Linked DNA regions of Mus musculus: region 1 is linked to region 2. The links are chromatin contacts, called in public HiChIP or PLAC-seq maps. All regions are on one chromosome and are shown on one strand. The core of a region is the stretch at or near the end of the contact, and the rest is flanking DNA. Distances in the headings are between cores, read along the strand shown.

Region 1 (2,700 bases), core at 129-2,628, 500 kb before region 2:
GGGCTACAGCAACTGAGGCCGTCTGTGAGGCTGGGTCATCTGGGCTACAGCAACTGAGGCTGACTGTGAGGCTGGGTCATCTGGGCTACAGCAACTGAGGCCGTCTGTGAGGCTGGGTCACCTGGGCTGCAGCAACTGAGGCCATCTGTGAGGCTGGGTCACCTGGGCTGCAGCAACTGAGGCCGGGTCACCTGGGCTACAGCAACTGAGGCCATCTGTGAGGCTGGGTCATCTGGGCTACAGCAACTGAGGCCGCCTGTGAGGCCGGGTCACCTGGGCTACAGCAACTGAGGCCATCTGTGAGGCTGGGTCACCTGGGCTACAGCAACTGAGGCCGTCTGTGAGGCTGGGTCACCTGGGCTGCTTACTTTGTCTTCTTTGGTATCTGGTCTTTTTGCTCTGAAAAAAAAAATAAGATAGTATACATTTCTTTTTTCTTTTTATTTTTTTAAGATTTATTTATTTATTTTTATGTATATGAGTACACCACTGCTCTCTTCAGACACACCAAAAGAGGGCATCAGATCCCATTACAGATGGCCGTGAGCCACCCTATGGTTGCTGGGATTTGAGCTCAGGACCTCTGGAAGAGTATTCAGTGCTCTTAACCGCTGAGCCATCTTTCCAGCCCATACGTTTCTGTATTAACACATTTACAGAATGTGTGGGGTGCACAATTCAGCTAAAGATGATTCTCTATGGCAGGGCAGTGGTGGCGCACACCTTTAATCCCAGCACTTGGGAGGCAGAGGCAGGCAGATTTCTGAGTTTGAAGCCAGCCTGGTCTACAGAGTGAGTTCCAGGACAGTCAGGGCTACACAGAGAAACCCTGCCTCGAAAAAACAAATCAGGGGGTGGGGGTGGGGGTGGGGGAGATGGTTCTCTATGTTTGAGCAGCTGTAAGGTACTATGAACTTGTAAGCCTATTTGGACTGCCTAACTGAGCTGTAATTATAGATCTTCATCTATACCATATGAGAGGTTGGAATATAATAAGTCATGAGGACTCTGTAGCCAACAAGATGTATTGGCTTTGCAGAGAGGTCTTCCTTGGTCAAATCTAATTTTTGTGGATTTTGATAGTGTCTTAGGGTGTCCATTGCTGTGAAGAGACACCATGAACATGGCAACTCTTGTAAAGGACAACGTTTCATTGGGGCTGGCTTACAGTTTCAGAGGTTCAGTCCATTATCATCATGGCGGGAAACATGGCAGCATCCAGACAGACACAGTGCTGGAGAAGGAACCGAGAGTTCTGAATCTGGATGCAAGGGCAGCCAGGAGAATGCCTTTCGAGGGCAGCCTGGAAGAGGGTCAGGATCACACTGGTCAGACTTAAGCACATATGAAGCCTCAAAGCCCCATCTCCACAATGACACACTTCCTCTAACAAGGCTACACTTCCTCTAATAAGGCCACACCTCATAATTAGTGTCATTTACCATGGACCAGGCATTTTCAAACCACCACAGATGGTAGCCATACTTTTTTCATTCCTTGTAGACACTAACTGCATACCCATCCCAAAACCACTGCAGGCTCCGACGCTGACGTCAGCACATCAGTATATAAGTTGCTCTAATTCCACATTTTTTTTGTTTATGTTTTTTAATAAGCCAGTGTCTCTTGGCTGCCGTTGTTTCTTTTTTATCAACATTAAGAAAATTTAACATGAACAGATCCCTATTTAGTCTTCCTTTTTGTTTATTAAGCATATCTTTTTTTAAAAGATTTATTTATTTATTATATGTAAGTACACTGTAGCTGATTTCAGACACTCCAGAAGAGGGTGTCAGATCTCATTACGGATGGTTGTGAGCCACCATGTGGTTGCTGGGATTTGAACTCAGGGCCTCTAGAAGAGTAGTCCAATGCTCTTAACCACTGAGCCATCTCTCCAGCCCCCAAGCATATCTTTTAAAGTGCAATTAGATCTTCCTATAGCTGCTTGTCCTGTGGGAATGTGTGGTATACCCATAATGTGCTTTATATTATACTATGTAAAGAGTTACTTCATCTTCCTGGAGGCATATATATGCAGCGACATTGTCAGTCGTGATTTGTGCATGAATTCCTATAAGACACATCACTTCCAGTAAATGTGTAATTACAGCATCAGCCTTCTCAGAACTCAAAGCAGTTGCCCACTGAAACCTTGAATATGTAACAATGGTATGAGTATATAGTTTTCTTAAATTCTGCCCAATGAAACACATCCATCTGCCAGATTCTTTTGATACCCCTTGGATTACTGCAGTGGGTAATAGAGTTTTGGTTATACAGAGAACAAATAGAACATTTTCTTACGATTTCCTTGCCTTGTTGCCAAGTAATAGAAAAATTTTTTTCTTTAAAACTTTACTGTTAATATGGTGGTGGGGGGGGTTCATGAAATTTTGAGGCTTCTAACACATTTCCTGTTAATAATTGGTCAATAATTGCCTTATTTCCTTATGCCAGTGGACCTGGAAAACCTGTGTGAGATGTGTAATTTATAATGGATAGTTTCTATTTCTTACTACCTGTTGCAGTTGCATAAATAACAAGATTAATTCTCAATTATCGGGAATAAATTCAACAGTTTCTATGTACAAAACAACTCCTTATGCATATGGAGAGTCAGTGATTATATTAAGAGATTCAGGAAAATCTAATAATTCCATAAGAGTTGCATATAACTGGTTTTTGAACTGAAGTATA
Region 2 (2,885 bases), core at 136-2,635:
TCAGACTCAGGTGACTCCTAGTGAACCATTCCCTAATGAATAAAGGAATCAATCACTGGGTGAGAAGGCGGGACTTCCGGGTTGGACGTAGGAAAAGAGTTAGGGTCATTTTGGACAGGAATATCTTAAGGACAAGATGTAGCTGCTTAGTGTCTCCTGGTTTCAACAGTGGATCTGCCAGGATTCGCCACAGGAGGATTTAGATTTTATATGGCTTGCAAGATTAGGATTCTAGTTGTTGCGCCCAGAGATTGGGTTACCATTGTTTCTGAACTAAGTCTGTGTGGCAGTTTCCTTCACCAGGCGGGTCGACTAGGTTCGAGAGAGAAAAGTACAGAGGTTAAGAGTGGGTTTGCCAGATGTGCACCACAAAGGCCATGGGGGATTTGAAGCATGGAGCTGGTGTGGTAGCGACCGCCCGTGGGAACTTAGGGAGCTGGATGGTGGAGAGATTTGGAACTTAGGGAGCTGGATGGTGGAGAGATTTGGAACTTAGGGAGCTGGATGGTGGAGAGATTTGGAACTTAGGGAGCTGGTGGAGAGATTTGGGGCTCCGAGTCAGAGAGTATTTGAGACGAGAACATCCTGCTGGAGCCACGTGGCCACCAGCCAGCAACTCACTGGTCTTTTTATATTTCCCAACACAACTTTGTGGGTTCTTCTCTCTTCCACCCCCTCAACCTCCTAACACTGATAGGATAGAAAGAAAAAGTGATCCCAGAAAAAAGACAGCAAAGGTAACATTATAGACTACTTCCTGATGAGAGGCATCCATCCATTGGTTCCTGGGGCAAGTTCAATCTTTGCCACCAGAATATCTCATTTCTTCTTGTTTTATCTTCACACGTGAACTACGCATCAAACTGCAACCAGGAATGACAGCAACCACCAACCAACAAGCCTCCACCTCTGGGGCCCTAGCATTTATATACCCTCTGAAAAGTTCCCAGAATTCCAAATGTCACACAACTGAAGAAACTATCTGCAGCCAGCAAATCATAGGCAGCTGCTATGGGCAATCGGCAGGAGCCCCACATCCCATACCTGAGATTAAAACAAAAGCACATTCTTATTTCTGTGTTTTTTAAAGAAACTACAATTCTCACTAGAGACTTCCTCTCTCTCCATCTGATGACCCAGAGTTCCTGGACCAGGCAGAGCTGTCCTCCTTCCTGCGCTCACCTCGGAGTGTGCGGTTCAGGTGAAACAGCTCCTCTGCATCAGCCTCTGCCTGGCCCAGATTTACAAGATCAAGTCAGTGTTGCCTTGATTCACACCTAGCAGTTCTTTCGTAGATCTTCTACAGAACCCTGACACCGACCGCCCGAGACCTTAGTACACTGCTCACTCACATCCTGAGTCATCATCATTCTGAGTCTTCTTACCACACTCGGCTCTAGGATTGGTCAATTCTACCATGACACTGTCACGAGCTCACTCACTGCACACACCCTTACTCCTATCCAAAGGAAATCAGACCATTCCAAAGCTTTTTATCAATCAACTGTACTACATACAGATCCCCACTCACTGAGCAAGTAATTACTGGCATTTACTAAGGGACAGTTACCCTACCCTACCAGGACATGGCATCACAGAAAATAACACATGGCCATGCCTTTGAATAAAATGGAATGCTATGGGGCTCAAAGATAGCTCAATGGCTATTGTTGCAGCAGATAACTCAGGTTCTCAGCATACACACACACACACACACACACACACACACACACACGGCAGCTTACAACCACCTGTAACTCCAGTTGCAGGGGATCTAAGACCTTCTTCTAGCCCCTGGAACACACATGACACACACAAACTCATGCAGGCAAACACACGTGCATAATGATCAGAGGCTTCAGTGCATACAGAAGGACACAAGGGCCTAGAGCTCTGCGTTTACATTTCTATACCAGCAGGGCATGGGGACTCAGCAGGGCATGGGGACCCAGCAGGGCATGGGGACTCAGGCTTTCAATCCCAGCACTCAGGGAAGAGAGGCAGGCAGATCTCTGTGAGTTCTAGGACAGCAGGGGTTTCACAGAAAGACCCTGTCTCAACATTAAAACTAAAGTCTAAACTCCTCAGCTTAATCTGGTTGCAACTTCTCTAAGACCTGCCTCCTCACCTAACTGCCTATGACTGCTTTATATTTTCTCAGAACTCTGTGAACACACTGAAAACAAAGTACTGACCTGTAGGATGGGCGCCGGGCCAGGATCCCGTGAGCTTTCTGTGAGGAGCCTATGCTGTCAGATGAGTCCTGAGACTCCTCACTTTCTGATAACGATGACACCTAAAAATCAGAACTCATTTTAGTACACTGAAGAATCCAGTTTTCACTTTTATAGGAATGATCTGTCTTCCATCACCTGCTCTCTTGTATGTTACTTCTGAGGTTCAAAATGAAAAGGAAAGGAGAGCATCTAAAGAGACACAAACAAACAAACAAACCGGGTGTGCTGGCACACTGTTAATCCCAGCACTGTGGACAAAGAGGCAGGCAGATCTGAGTTTGAAGCCATCCTGGTCTACAAAGTCAATTCCAGGGCAGAAAAACTCTTTCTCAAAAAAAAAAAAAAAAAACAACCAAAAAGCATATACAATACAGCAGACCAGAGCAAACAATAAAGCTTATATGTCAAATAAAATGGTATTACTTGGAGGCTGGAGAGATGGCTTAGCAGTTAAGAGCACTGGCTACTCTTCTAGAGGTTCAGAGTTCAATTTTCAACACCACTTGGTAGCTCACAACCATGTGTACGTAATGGGATCCCTCTTCTGACCTGCAGATGATGTAGACGGAGCAGCCATATACATAATACATAAGTAAACCTTTCAATGATGTTATTCTACTAGTTAGAAGAGAAAAAGACAGTTCTGAT

Evidence for each region. HiChIP or PLAC-seq counts read pairs in DNA pulled down with a chosen protein or histone mark.
Region 1: a contact with region 2 is called in an H3K4me3 HiChIP or PLAC-seq map of bone marrow-derived macrophages, with 4 times the contacts expected there. The contact joins two enhancer-like sites. A contact is called at or near these places in 1 of 484 Hi-C or Micro-C datasets (cortical neurons) and 1 of 115 datasets of contacts at active chromatin or transcription factors (bone marrow-derived macrophages).

The regions. Positions count from the first base shown.
Region 1 is chr15:100,742,124-100,744,823 of GRCm38.p6, reverse strand. No RefSeq gene overlaps it. Among named protein-coding and RNA genes, the nearest start is that of I730030J21Rik, 11 kb to the right of the region's middle. Within about 2 kb of position 1,378, at least 7 of the 459 cell types and tissues checked have an H3K27ac peak or open chromatin away from gene starts, as enhancers often do. A contact at or near this core is called in bone marrow-derived macrophages, where this site is marked.
Region 2 is chr15:100,244,656-100,247,540 of GRCm38.p6, reverse strand. Atf1 (activating transcription factor 1) reads right to left here. Exons shown (of 7, transcript NM_007497.3): 3 at 2,196-2,296. Among named protein-coding and RNA genes, the nearest start is that of Atf1, 18 kb to the right of the region's middle. Within about 2 kb of position 1,385, at least 46 of the 459 cell types and tissues checked have an H3K27ac peak or open chromatin away from gene starts, as enhancers often do. A contact at or near this core is called in bone marrow-derived macrophages, where this site is marked.